Regions from separate parts of the Sus scrofa genome. Here regions 1 and 2 are each linked to region 3. A link is a contact called in public HiChIP or PLAC-seq data. All regions are on one chromosome and are shown on one strand. The core of a region is the stretch at or near the end of the contact, and the rest is flanking DNA. Distances in the headings are between cores, read along the strand shown. Region 1 holds the start of LOC106507380 (proline-rich protein HaeIII subfamily 1-like). Region 2 has its middle 24 kb from the start of AFTPH. Region 3 holds the start of PELI1 (E3 ubiquitin-protein ligase pellino homolog 1).

What was found. HiChIP or PLAC-seq counts read pairs in DNA pulled down with a chosen protein or histone mark.
Region 1: an H3K27ac HiChIP or PLAC-seq map of alveolar macrophages shows a contact between it and region 3. The contact joins the promoter of LOC106507380 here to the promoter of PELI1 in region 3. A contact is called at or near these places in 3 of 47 Hi-C or Micro-C datasets (embryonic fibroblasts, heart right ventricle and liver) and 2 of 2 datasets of contacts at active chromatin or transcription factors (alveolar macrophages and skeletal muscle).
Region 2: an H3K27ac HiChIP or PLAC-seq map of alveolar macrophages shows a contact between it and region 3. The contact joins the enhancer-like site here to the promoter of PELI1 in region 3. A contact is called at or near these places in 1 of 5 promoter capture datasets (liver), 7 of 47 Hi-C or Micro-C datasets (embryonic fibroblasts, fibroblasts, heart right ventricle and 3 more) and 2 of 2 datasets of contacts at active chromatin or transcription factors (alveolar macrophages and skeletal muscle).

What each region holds. Positions count from the first base shown.
Region 1 is chr3:78,027,703-78,032,210 of Sscrofa11.1, forward strand. It overlaps LOC106507380 (proline-rich protein HaeIII subfamily 1-like), which reads left to right and starts at 3,061. Exons shown (of 2, transcript XM_013987892.1): 1 at 3,061-3,079; 2 at 3,133-4,160. The coding sequence starts at 3,061. The coding sequence ends at 4,160. UGP2 (UDP-glucose pyrophosphorylase 2) reads right to left here and starts at 2,931. Exons shown (of 10, transcript NM_213980.1): 1 at 2,735-2,931. The coding sequence starts at 2,753.
Region 2 is chr3:77,444,901-77,449,506 of Sscrofa11.1, forward strand. No RefSeq gene overlaps it. Among named protein-coding and RNA genes, the nearest start is that of AFTPH, 24 kb to the left of the region's middle. Within about 2 kb of position 2,526, at least 46 of the 83 cell types and tissues checked have an H3K27ac peak or open chromatin away from gene starts, as enhancers often do. A contact at or near this core is called in alveolar macrophages, embryonic fibroblasts, liver and 3 more, where this site is marked.
Region 3 is chr3:77,738,202-77,742,997 of Sscrofa11.1, forward strand. PELI1 (E3 ubiquitin-protein ligase pellino homolog 1) reads left to right here and starts at 2,259. Exons shown (of 7, transcript XM_021087454.1): 1 at 2,259-2,609.

The DNA.
Region 1 (4,508 bases), core at 1,811-4,310, 290 kb after region 3:
ACTACCTCTCAGGGCTCTTGTGAAGCTTAAATGAAACAGCATAAGAAAACAGTTCAGGAGCCTAATATTTGTTCAATCTTTTCCTTATTGTGAGAATTAACATACATCTTTTCTATCAAAGGAAGCCTTGGTTACTCCATTTTGTTCCTGCTTTATGTGAGACACCCTCCTTCACCCACCCACCCCTTTTCCCTCTTCTCCCAGTAAGTTTGTTTCAAATTACCCAACCCTGAGCTGACCAATGCCAAGGGGACAGACGTACCACCTGCAATAGGGATAAACAGTGGGTTCTTCCTTATCTGCGGGCACTTGCTCACTGGCCTGCTCATCACCGACCGGGAGCACTTACGCTAAAGAGCCTTGTAACAGTAAAGAGCCTCTTCCAGATCTCCTTGTGTTCGTGTCTTACTTTCCAACCCTGACGATCCGAGCTGGGGTCACTTTTCCCCAATATCATGAAGTGGCACAAGCTAAGTGTCAGTGAGTGGAAATATCAGTAAGTGCTACAGCAAAGAACAATTTGATCTGCTACCCAAAAATTAAAAAACAAAAATCCCAACCCTTAAACTTAAAAAGTGATCTGTGGAGATAGTATAGTCATTAGCCAATAAGGTTTATCACTTCTAATATAGCAGACATGTTAATGAAACAAACACATGGAGACTTTATACCTGAAGTACAAATTTAAACAACAATACACGGGAGCACAATTGTGTTGAATTTTTCCTCTGAGGGGAGAGGTGTCATCTTTTAGTGCAAAACTGCCAATTTAAAAGGAAAACTACCAGAGTTCCCCTTGTAGCACAGTGGTTAATGAATCCAACTAGGAACCATGAGGTTGTGGGTTCGATCCCTGGCCTTGCTCAGTGGGTTAAGGATCCAGCGTTGCCGTGAGCTGTGGTGCAGGTCACAGACCCGCGGCTCAGATCCCACATTGCTGTGGCCCTGGCGTAGGCCGGTGGCTACAGTTCTGATTAGACCCCTAGCCTGGGAACCTCCATAAGCCGTGGGAAGCGGTCCTAGAAAAGGTAAAAAAATGAAAATAAATAAATAATTAAAAATAAAAGGAAAACTACCATTAGAGCAAAATTGGATGGCAGCCAAATGCAATGCTAGATTGAATCAAGGAAAAGCAGTCTGAGTAAGTCAGTAGTTTAGTTAATAGTAAAGTACTTATGATAATTTCTTAGTTTTGACATACGTGCAACTTTTCTATAAATCTAAAATTATTCCAACGTAAAAATTTTATTTTTTTAAAAAGTGGCTGACAAGGGAAAGGAGTAACAATACACACAGGTATTCCCACTTGATTTAGAAATCTCCTGAAAACAGTTAGTCATTAACAGCAAAGGATGTGACAATTAGTCAATTCTCTGTAAGTTCTGTAAAGTGTAAACAAGGAACACCTGGAGTTCAACTAATACTATTAACTTTTAAAGAGAAGTGACATGTCCACTTTTCTCTAGTATATTCCTACAATATTGGCTTTCTGGTAATTAAATATTGTTGCTGTTGCTACAAAACCAGCAAACTTCTGACAATTACCTCCGCTTTCTATTCTTGCCTAAGATGTTTATTCAATATGAACATAAAAAGCATCTCTCACCACTTACAAGGCATAATATGAATTTAAAAGTCTAATGACAACTGACATTTCTGAGCTTAGTGCTAAAAGCAGACATGAGTGTCTCAAATGCTTTCATAATAATGCAGGCAAGTCAAATTCTCTTTATTATATACAAAACTGAAAAAAGAGTTAATAAAGTACTTTAAAACCTACTAGGGTATTTTCATGCCCAGGGTCAAATGATAACCATTACTGGCACAATTTTTTAAGGTACATCTACATTTACTGACAGTCTCAAAAAGTGGTTGTGAACTTTACTAGCTGTGTGTTCAGCAAGATGGCTGAAGCTTTCACACTCTGGGGTCGGAAAGAGAAGGGTTTACTTGCATACCACAAGGCAAGTCCTATGCTACAAATTAGTGACAGAGGTTTAAGGTAGCACCAACTTCAATGTGTTCACATTCACAGACGTATACACAATGTTAAAGCTCAACTCAGTTGAGTGGCATTCCCTAACCCTTTTTTAAAAACACACAGAATTTAGAGGGCAATTTTCAAATTTCAAAGAAACCTTAATAATCCTCCAGATTTCAAAGAAGGAAAAAATAAATAAACACAGCAATGCAGCAAAGTCATTTCTCCTACTGAAATGACCTCCAGCTTCTAGGAGCTACTCCCGGTTTCGCAATAAATGAATCTGAGACTCAAACCACGTACACACCAATGGAGAAGCTGAGAACACTAAAGCTTCCCCAACAGTCCTGGCAAAAACCCACTTGCCTCTCCCCAGCCCTCCAGTTCTTCTTCCCATCTGCACCCACAGAGTTACCTTGACTTCGACCAAGAAAAGAGAACAGGGATTAATCAGCAGCCAAAATCCTGTTTTCTCATTTTCAGCCACTATCCTGGGGAGCCAGAGTGCTACTAACCTGATTCCAGGGAGGCAGAACTAAACGCAGCAGAGTACCAGGGTATAAATTATACGTATCTGAAACACCAACCCAGCCAGCACTCAAGACAGCTCAAATGTCAGTTTAACGAAAAGGGTTTTGCAAACAGTATCTCAAATGAACATTTCCACTTTGAAACCACCCACCAACCTCTCGACTGTCAGTACCCAAATTCAGTACTACTAAAGTAACCCGGGAGATAAGAAGCGTGTCTTACCTTGTACAAATCTCGACATTTTAGGGATTTATTAAAATACTCTGGCTTTTGTATATATATTTAAATTTCTAGAGGAGTCACGCTATAGAGCGGGTCTCTCTTCCACCTCTGCTTTAACAACCGACCGACGAGTTCTTTCTCCTCTTCCAATGCTTAGCCACTTATGGGAGTATTTCTTAAAAGCGACTAAAACTACCTCAAAAAAAAAAAAAAAAAAAAAAACCACCCAGGAGAACCTTCCCCACTTCCAAAAGACAGAAACTTGGTGCGACTGAGTCTGCTTGGAACTCCAGCCCACACTGCACCCCAACACAAATGAGGGCCAGATGGAGACTCCCGGAAAAGGTAAAATCACAAGAACTTAAATTTCATCAATGAAAGAGGCGGATCTAGAGCAGCTACTTCACCGCCCCCGGGTCCCCACGCCCTCCGGGGCCGGACAGCAGCAGGCAAAGGCGGGCCGCGCCCCCGGTTCCCCCTCCCCTCGCTGCCGTACAGGCTCCGGCCCATTCCCCGGAAAACTCCGGCCAACTGCAGTCCCCGCCCAAACAGGGGTCGGGAGGAGGGAGAGGGGGCAAAGAGGCGCAAAGAGGGTCCATGGAACCATTTCTACCAGCCCATAAATATCCCGGGACTAGGAGGTGCTAAAAATTCCGTGCGCGGGCGTGCAAGGGCCTCCCGGCGCCCCCCTCCCGGCTGCGAGTGGCGGCAACACTGCGGCGGCTTTTTCCCGGGAGGGGCCGAAGGCTCCAGGGCCCCTCCCCCTCAGAGGACACTAGGGGGCCACCCGGGAGGGGAGAACCCGTGCGCCGCCCCGAGTCCGAGGTACAGGAGCCCGGGAGGGCCCGCCCGGACTACTGCACATTCTAGTCCCTCCTGGCCGAACCCAAATTCGGCCTCTGGGGCCAAACTGTGGGTCAGGCAGAGGGGCTCTAAACGCCTTAGAGAGGAGGAACGCACCCGCCCAAGGGGTGGTGGGAAGTCCGCCCCGGCCCCTCCCCAAACCGCCTCGGAGACCCACCTTCCACCTCCTCCTTTAGCAGCTGAGAACTTGGGGGCGTTTATGGCGCCCCCGGAAGAAGGTTCGCAGACTGAGAGACTATCACCTCTGCGGCACCCTTCTCTCTCCCCTTCTCCTTTCACACATGCACACCTCCAGCCTCTCGCCAGTGGTCGCAGCCCAGCTACTGAACCCCCTCTGTCCACCTGGCTGCGGTCTCGCAACACCCAAAGCCCCCCCTTTCTCCTAAACACTTCCCCTCCCCCTCCATTCGGAGCAGCCCCCCTCAATGCGGAAATGTCCCCGCCGCGCAGACAGATAGGAGCAGCCACCAGTCAGGAGCCGAGGCGGATTCAGGCCCTGGCCAATGAAATGTACGGAGGTGGCAGGGGGCGGGACGTCTGCGGCCTGAGGGAACCCAGCTGAAGTGGGCGATGATCCCGGCGACGGATCCCGTGTGTGAGAGCCCCACCTCCCACGACTGGGAAAGGGGTGTTCCACCACTAAAACTCCAGCTTTCCATGGATACTTCAGCAAGGGAGAGAACCTGAAGCACCAGTGGTTATTTTTACAGTGCTTAAAAATGTTTCGGCTTACCAGAGATTGAAGATGCCTATCCTGTGGCTGAAGCCAGAGCACCCCACTGCAACTACTCAACAACTTGAGAGAGCCCAGGCCCTTTTCTGTAGACACAAACTATTCACACACCTGGTCTTGGGAGGGTGAAGATGCGTTAAGAAGAAAGCAGTGGGATGTGTGGGATCCACAAACAGG
Region 2 (4,606 bases), core at 1,276-3,775, 290 kb before region 3:
GCTCCTATAGGGAGAGGCACTTATAGTCATTTTCTAGTATCTCCAGATATGTCCTCCAACACGATCCTTGCTGGTACATTTTTCTTCTTCCTGACCCCATCTCCTGTTTGCCTTTCCACCTCTCTTGTTCCACACCTCTCCAAAGTCATATTTATTTCATCTGCAGCAGTTAGATATGTTTAGTAGATCTTTCATGCCAGGACCCTATTGTGTGTCTAGATGGTTCTTTCTTTCAATTTTCGGTGGGATGGGAAGGAGCATTATTTTATCATCTCAGGTTAGAAAGCTACATTATTTTCTTGAAATCATCATAAGAGTCTGACTCTGAGTTCCCATTGGCAGGGCTGGAGAGAAATTCAGTCTTCGTCGTTCTGAGGGATTCCTTTCCTCATCCCAGAAAGGTCACAGGGTTCTTATCCAGAGCAAAACATTTGGAGGGGGTCCCCAGTTCGGGGCCCCCAGTTCAGGGCAGGCTGGCTGCTGTGGATATACTCATTTCTCCAGCTCATATAGCAGCCTGGTAACTGGTAGCTGCTGGGCAACACTTGGCCATGAAAATAATAATAATGATAACACCTAATGTTTATGGAATGTCTTCTAATTTTAGTCTCCAAGTTCAGCCATGCTGCAAGTACCTGCCTAGGCTCCTCTGAGTGGAACAGACTTGTGCAAAGCCCACCTCCCAAGAGGAAGTGGAGCTCCCACTGCAAATGTGAAAAAGGACAGTCCTCCTATTACTAGCTGATCTCCCCCCAGTGCTTTTTCAATATTTTCAGGTGCGGCATTCAACTAAAGCCTCTGTAAAAATGACTCCTCCACCTTGGGTGAGAAGGGCAGCTTCTCCTTTGTATAAAGTCCCTTTCCGCCCTGTCCACCTGAAAAGGGGCAGAAGAGCATGTGTAGTAATGTCTTGAAACACAAGAGCACTGGACCTGTTGCAAAGGCCATAATAAATGGAGAGGTACAGGAGGACCCTCTGTGGCTGAGTGCAGCACTTAGAAAAGGGGCTGATCAATTTACCAGTCTTTGAGAGAGAGCTGTGTCTTCAAGGTATAATCTCTTGGGGACCAAACCCCTCTGATGATGTTAACAAACATTCTCATATTAATAAAGATACTATTCTCCCCCCCCCTTTCTTGGTGTGACCTTGCCAGGGATCCAGCCTGAGCCACAATAGTAACAATGCCAAATCCTTAACCTCTAGGCCACCAAGGAACTCCTTTTCTCTTTCTCCTCCCCTCACCACCCTTCTAGAAAATCAGCATCTGGACATTTCGAGGAGAGGAAGGCAGAGCATCTCCTTCATTCCAACCTGCCAAAAAGACACTGGCACTTACCAGCAAAGACATCTATCTGTACCCCATGACCCCGCAGAGAGGGAATGTGTTTTCCTCTTTCTGGTGGCTTCCTACCTCTCTGTGATTGACAAGTAGTTACAGATCCTGGAGATTGATAAAAAACAAAACCAAATCCTGCTGTGATCCTTTCACAGCCGGGCCCTTCCTGTTTGGTCTCTGAATGAGTTGCAGGCAGGACTATGGCAATCGCAAAGGAGAAGGCTGAAGGGAACATCAACGCCGCCCCCCCAAACCCCCCACCGCCCGCCCAAGACAAGACGAGGGATGGAGAGAGACCCATCCCGTGGGTCTACAGCTGCCGGTACTTCAGGCACCGGCGTGGGAGAGACATACCGGCGAAAGGAGAGAGCCCCCAAACCCAGAGCAGGTAGGTCTTAGGAACCCTGGGAGAGTCACCTTCCCTGGCCTCCCTTTTCCTCTGGTGTCATCTGGGAGGCACAGGGGAGAATCCCTGACAGGATTGTCTTGGGCAAACCACACGCCCTTGCGCCTCATTGTTCTTATTTGTAAAGGGAAGGGGTATGCAGTAGGTACCTCTGAAATGCTGTGGTTCTGAGGCTGATATGAGGCAGGAGAGACGAAGTCTCGCGAAGCCAAGCAATCTAGAAGCTTCTGGAAGTGGCTACGCTGCTCGCTCCCGACCAGTGGTTCTCGAACTTGAGGTGTATCAGAATTCCCTGGAGGGTTTGCTAAGGGGGGACTTAGCACTCCCAGAGTTGCCTTTCAGTAGCACTAGGGTAAGACCTGAGAATTCACCTTTCTAACAAGTTCCCAGGTGCTGCCCCTGCCGCTCGTCTGCGGCTCACCTGTCGAGCAAGCATCGCTGCTCTAGTCTACCTCCGCCCAGTGGAAGGAGGCTTCTGCGATGAAGGTCACCTAGGAGGAGCTTAGGAGTGCCCCCTTCAGGATGCGTACCTTTTCTTCCCACCTGCAGGGGGCAGCCTCGTTCTGCCTCAGCCTAGACGAAGGACCAGGATAACAAGGAAGGTAACTCCCGATTAAATACGCCCATTTCCTGAAAATTCTAGATAGACGCTAAAGTTACCCACGGGCCTGAGTCCGAGCCCTAGACAGGGGAGCTCTTTTACTCTGAGTTGTTCCCAGCCTGGGCTGGCGAGGGCTCTACTACCGAAAGTGGGCAGCTCTGCTGATGCCGGACTCCCGGGGCAGGGAGTGCGCTTCATTCGCCTGAAAGCTCACCCTGCTAGCAAAGTGCTGCCTCAGCGTCAGGGCCCAGGAAATGTTCCACGGAAGAACAAATTAATATTTGTTTGAAGATCTGTGCAAGAACTAGTGAGAGAGAAGGGCAGAAAATGATGGAATGAATTTTAAACATGGTCAGTCTAGCAGGAGACACTGACCACTGTTTCAGAAAACGAGAGCGTTTTCTGAAGCTGGGTGATTCTCCCTCGTGAAACAGCGCAGGGCCTCCCAAAAGCTGCAGCATTCGGCGGAGCAGAAGGCTGCAGGAGCAAAACCTGCCAGAAGGGGGCGCCTCGACATTTCCTCCTCGGAGTCAGCCCCAAGCAAGGCATCCGCCAGTCCTTCCATTATCTTAAAAAAAAAAAAAATTATACTGCAGGGTGCCTCAAACTTTTATTTAAAACAAGGTGAAAGTAAATAATCAATATAAAAAAAACCCCAAGCTGAACAAAAGCCTTCTATTTGTGCAGCAAACAGCCTATCAAGTCCAGAGGGAGGCAGTAACTGCCATTCAGAAGGAAGCTGCCTGGCCAATAGACTTGCCCAGTGTGGAGGAGGAAGACAATTTGGGGGCAAGGAAGAAGAAGCAGCAGAGGCTCTGACATGGGTAGAAGGTGTTTGGGGTGGGGAGAGAAGACTAGTCTGCTTGGAAAGGACTCCTCTTCCCTCTTCATCCTTCAGGCTGGGAGGTCTGATTAGGGCCTGAGGATGATCACAACAGTCAGAATATCTACCCTGGTGTGCTCAGTTTCCCACTACCGCAGATTTCTGCCCAAATTCCAGATATTTAGAACATATGAAAGTGGTATACGCCAGGCCCACTGTCAGTAGGAGAGGCCTCCTAGGTGGGTCTCTAAGGGTGGCTCTAGGCCTGTTCTGCCCCATTCCTACAGTCTCAGAGTTCCTCTAATGGCCATAGTGATCATGCCATGGGGCGAGATCTGCATGTAAGACCGGCCGTGGACGTGAGACAGAGCAACCTCACAGGATGCAGCTGGAGGTCAACTCACAACCAACCATTGCGGCAACAAGTGACCCTCGTTAGCAACATTATCTGTCCCCTGCACTTGTAGCAGGACACATCATGATGTGGCACTTTTCACTAAAGTGTTCCTCATGCTTTTTATCTCTCCTTTTTTGCAGAATGCTCCTCCTCCTATGTTGTTAGTCTGCTTTGGTGGTGTCATCATTCACAAAATCTCCTAAACAAGAAACTTTCTAGCTATTTATTTTTTATTTTTTTACTCTGTGCCACATTCAGCCAGCCAAGAAATCCTAATTATTCTATCTCTTAAATAATCTCTATCCTCTCTCCTCCACAGTCACTGGTTAGGATTCATCTGGATGGCTAGTCACCTCTGTTTTCTCTAATTCCATCCTCAGCACTGATTCCAATGCTCTGAAAGTCATATTTGATGATGAAGTTCTCTTGCTTAAAAACCATTGGTAGCCCCCTGAGGCCTACACAGGATGAGGACACATTGCTTTTGGGAACCAGGCTTGGTATAGCTAAACAAATGAGATGGGGACAATGATTGGGGGTAAGAGAGTTCCACTGAATTCCTTTCATGTAAGAGGCCACCCACTGTAATCCTGAAAGCCCCACTATGCCCTGGAGTTGAATCCCAATCAACACAAGGGATTGAACTTTGCATTTAAAATCTTTTGTTCCCATTATTCATGCCACCTTAGGCACGAAGGTTTCTCATTTCCTACCCTGCTCTCCTTATAGATTCCAAAAGCACTTGCATTGCTTCCCTAGGATCTACACAAGTGAGAAATGAAGTGCCACGTGGTCAGCCCTATGTAGTCCAGCAGACTGTCCCCCAGAGGGCCTTTCTGTAGTCGGGTGGGTACAAAATTCAAACTAAATTTTCCCTTCCAGTCCTGCCCAGCTTCTAGCTGGAGGAAAGAATGTGGTCTTAGAAGGAGAGAAATTTTCTCTTTTCACACAGGCCCTTGTCTTATACTCGCCTTAGAAAAAATACCACTTTTTCTGAATACTCACACACAAACGCTGCCTAGCTTCTTATAAAAACTGCTGC
Region 3 (4,796 bases), core at 1,009-3,508:
TTCCATCACAGCTTTGGATCTAGAGTCAGGGCATATGGTTTTATCCTAAGATAACTAGCCTCATGCCATCTCTTGGCCACCATAAATCAATCCTTAAGGCTTCTGGGAAAGGAATTTTCTCTCCTTTCTAAAAGAGTTTTCAAAAACAATTCCCTCTTTCTCTTCTCTTCTGGATCTAGATGGTGAAACTTACAGCCACAAGAATTGTTGGCAACTGTAAAGCCAATACATAAGGAGGAAAAGCAATGGAACAAGAAACATGTCCTTATTGACATCACTGAGCTGATGAATCATGCAGCCCTGTAGCCCATCTTTTCATTGGACTTTCTGTTTAGGCAGGTCAATGTTGGGTTTATTGGTTAAGCCAGTTAGAGTTGGGTTTTTTGCTGCTTACAACAGAAAGCATCTTAATTGATAACTTCACCCCCAAACAAAGGTTGTTTAATCACTAGGTTCTATTAATTCTATTCCTTAAATAGTGTGATTTCCCTCAGTTCTGTCTTCTGCCACTGCTGATTCAGGCCTTTTTTTTTTTTTTTTTAATGCATAAAATGCATTTCTAAAGTGCATATCTTATCAAAATTTCATGTGCTTCCAATCTTGGCATGGCTTTCTGTTGCTTGTAGAAAAGAGCCTATATTCCTTAGCATATGGTACAAGATTCTTCATGATCTGTCTCCTTTACCTTTCACTGTCTCCTCTTGCCACTCCCTTCAATTCCACCCTACAACCAGCAATGCTGAACTCTTTGCTGAACCAAATTCTAATGCCTCTAGCACTTTGCTCTTGCTGCCTTCCACCTCACCCCCAGCCCCCCCACCCTCTGCTCTCACTCACTTCTCTTTTCTTCCTCCACCAAAGCACACAAACACACTAACTCCTAGTCATCCTCAAGTTTAAGCGTTCTTTGAAGCATTTTCTGAAACTGCCTGAGCCTGGGGTAACTGTGTGTTGAAGCACCTGGTGTACTTTCCTATTAAGGTATTATCACACTGAGTCTATTTATTTACCTGGCTCCTCTTTTGCACAGTAAGCACTTAAACAGTGTTTCTTTTACATTCCTGTATCTCTCTTTCTGAGAACTAATAAAGTACCTGAGGCGTAGTATATTCAAGAATGTTTTCTAAATGAATAATTATGTGGTCTGCAAACATAAGGATCCTTGATCTTGAAACTCTCTATCTGAAAACCTCAACTTTTCCTGTTTCTGATTTCTAAACATTGATCTTTTTTCTTCCAGAGTATGGGGTTCTAGGTGGGCAGAGAAGAAAAACAAAAGAGCTTGGACAGGCTGTCTTAAGTCCTCTAGAGATCCAATAACATGTTTGCCTTTCACCACCCTCTTCGGCCACTATTTACACCTGGGTGCCCTGTATGGGTGTAGCCCTAGCTGACCAGCCCAACAGCATACTCAGACAGTGGTTCAGACTTCTCTTATTGCTAATTGAAAGTTGCCAATGTATATACAGTAAACAATTTTCAACTTTTCACTTATCTTTTGAACTTATACTTTATGAAATTCTTATTTCTTAAAAATTCTAGGCCTTAAAATTTAAACGTTTGATTACTTTGCACCGATCAAGTAAGATATAGCGATCTTGATCCTGAGCTCTACCTTTGCTGGCCTTAAAGAAGCCAGTTAGATGTGACTTGAGCGAAGAAATTAACTATGGGAATCTGACAATGGATTTGTTCCTAGCAGTTTTATAACTTAATTGTAAAGTTATTGGAAGCAACTACGTTTCTACAAGTCTTAGGTTAAAAAAATAAACGGAAAAAACCCTTGAATTTAAGGCAGGGAGGGCTCCCTTGAGGGAAGGGAAATGGTTGTGATTCGGCATTTATGGCATAAAATTAAGCAGCAGGGAAGACCAAAATATGAAGAAGTCAGATTTCACTGAGCACTTGTGAGTGGTGAGGTTAGGAAATTGGGGGTGGAGCGAAGTAAGAAGGACCAGCTAAAAGTAGGATCCTTAACAGCACCATAACACAAGGAGGGCCTTGTTCAGCCAGCAGCCGCGCTGAACACGTTCCCTTCCTCAGTATGTCTGTGACCATAGTAACAGTGGGGCCGACCCTCTCCCTCCCGAGCATGCGCAGTGCGGAGCGAGCAGGGACTCGTCCTCAACAATGTACCCCTTTTTCTTCAGTCAGAGAACTACAACTCCCAAGAGACCGCTCGGCGCCGCGGCACCGCCTCCCTCTATGGCCCTGCCCCGTCCCCTCCCTCCGGCCCCGCCTTCCAGCTAGTCCCCTCCCCTCCCTCTGAGTGTGTGTCAGTGACCCAGAGGCGGAGTGAGGCGGAGGGACCGTCGGGGGGCGCCGCCGCTGCCGCCTCCAGCAGCAGCACTAGCCGAGCCGCGCGTTCGGGTTTGCCTCGAGCCCTCCGGGAGCGCATCACAAAGCGGGCCCCGCGGCTCTCCCTCCGCCCGCGGCTCGTCAGCGCTCAGCTCCGCGGCCAACTTCCCCTCGCCGGGCTCGGCCGGCTGGCGCGGAAGGCGGCGGCGGAACGCCGGGCTGTCTGCTCGCGCTCCCCGCGCACGCACACTTCACCCCCTCGCCCCGGGTCTCGGGGCCGTGCTGGGATTCCGGCCACCAGCAATTGTCCGGTGAGTGTGGCCGCGGCACGCCGCGGGAGGGGTCGACACGGAGCGGGCGAGGGGTGCGGGCCAGGCGGGCGCGCAACTTCCTCGGCGGCTTCCCGGGGCGGACGGCCGGGTTTAGGCGGCCAGCTTTCCCCGCCCGCCTGCGCGCCCCCGCGCCGAAGCGGAGTTTGCGGCGCCCTCATCCCGCGCCTTCGCAGGAGGAAGCGCCTTTGTCAGGAGCCGGCCCGACGCGCCCTCCCCCTCCGCCCAGGAACGGGCGCGCGGCGGCCAAGTCCGAGCCCCGCGCCCCGCGCCGGGCCACCAGCTGAGGGAGGGGAGCTTCGCGGGGGCGGGGAACGAGGTAGAATTGAAAGAGAAACAAAGGGGGGCGGAGGGCTTTTCTTTTGTTTGTACGAATCTGATAACTTCTTTTTCCTTCTTTACATAACACAGACTTCCAAGTTAGTCATTTTGTTTATTGTCATGATTATTGTCATCATCACTGCTTGTCCCTCGCGTTTCCTTTCATCTGTGGATCTCAGAGCACTTAAAAACACCAATTAGTTACACCTCCGGGGCCCCTACGAAACAAAGTTAATGCCCCGGTTTCCGTAAGTGGGTAAACTGAGGTCCGGAAGAGCTCGCTAATTGATGGATACCCTTGATCTTCCACCACGCCTGGTGTCTGAGGACCTGAAAGCATTTATGAGTAAGAACTGGTTCTTCAGTGCCCTATGGAAAAGTTGAAGATACTCATTTTACTTACAGGTTAACCGAAGTCTAAAAGAAGTCTGGGTAATTGTTAGGTAGTTGAAACAATAACTCTTCTTACACGATGTTTTGAATCTTAAAACCTCAAAGGACTCTTGAAAAATGCTACGAATGGGGAGAAAGAATACTGTACACCATAAACTCATCTCACCCATCTGCTTTTATTTTTGTACCTGCGGGTAGGCAAGACAGCAATCATGGGGGTGGGAGGGCAGAGATTTTTTTTAATGTAGGTTTAACAGATTTAGTCACAACACACAAGGAACTGTGTCTTGGTTTTAATAGCACCAACAGCCTTCCCATCGTTTAGTCATCAAATTGAGTGAGCACCTTATCCATAAGGTACTGGTTGTACAAAGAACCAGAAGCTTTAAGTGTAAGAAAAGGTCATCTATTTGTTTTGGTTCAAAGGCTGTGTACTTCTCTTATTCTACAAAATGCTATTTTGTTTGCATAGCAGCTGATCTTTTGTTTCACAACTGGCTTTGTCTTTTTCTACTTGAATATGTATTTCTTTTGTAATTGAGGAGAACCGTAAGAGGTTTTTTGTTTGCTGTTTTTTTGTTTGTTTGTTTTGCTTTTTTTTTTTAGTTTGCCTAGTAGTGTGAATGTAAATTTTTGAGTTGTGGAGAAGGTTCAGTTTCTTAAGCTCTTCTGTTTCCGTTTATGACCTTTTCTTTATAACCAACAAAATGTTTTTTCAGGGTGATCAGATTTACAGCTCTCAAAACATTGTCTTTCTTGTACAAATAAAGCATATGCATTTTTATGTTTTTTATTCACACTAACATCCTCTTCTAGAAGAAAATACTTAATGCTGAGAACAAGTTTGTTTATTTTGATAATTGATCCAGACTGGAAGGTACCAAAATTTTAAATCAAGCATCATCACTACTAGTTAGTTATTTCCTGAGGTGACTAATTGTCAGAATTGGAGTAACAGTACTTTCTCTTATCCTAAATTCTCCTGAATTTAATTTCGTATTTTATAGTTGCCCCCAGATTTTAGACTCTGGTGGTTCCATCAGTAAAGGGAAAGATGTTTATTTTGATAACCTGTCCTCTAACCTGACCTCTTTCTATAGTATGTTGAAAGTCCTCTTTCTATAGTATGTTGAAAGAAATCTTAAGTTTAAAACAAGCAGTTGAAAAATAGTTAAGGGTATGTATGGAAAGATGCATGTAGTGAAGTGGTTATAATGCTTCATCTAATAAATTTAAGACTTTTAAAGAGAAAACTTGTTACCTAGGTTTTTATTAGTGTTATGGAAGTGCTGTAATGTAATAATAGTAGTTATTGACTTGAAAAAAAAATGAGCTGGGAATTGTGCTTTAGTGGTAGATTTGAGGGGAAAGGGGCAAAAGTCTGTGCTCTCCTTAAAATTTTCATTTAAGTCACCTTACAGTTGGTTATGTTGAACTTTTCCTGTAGCATTTACA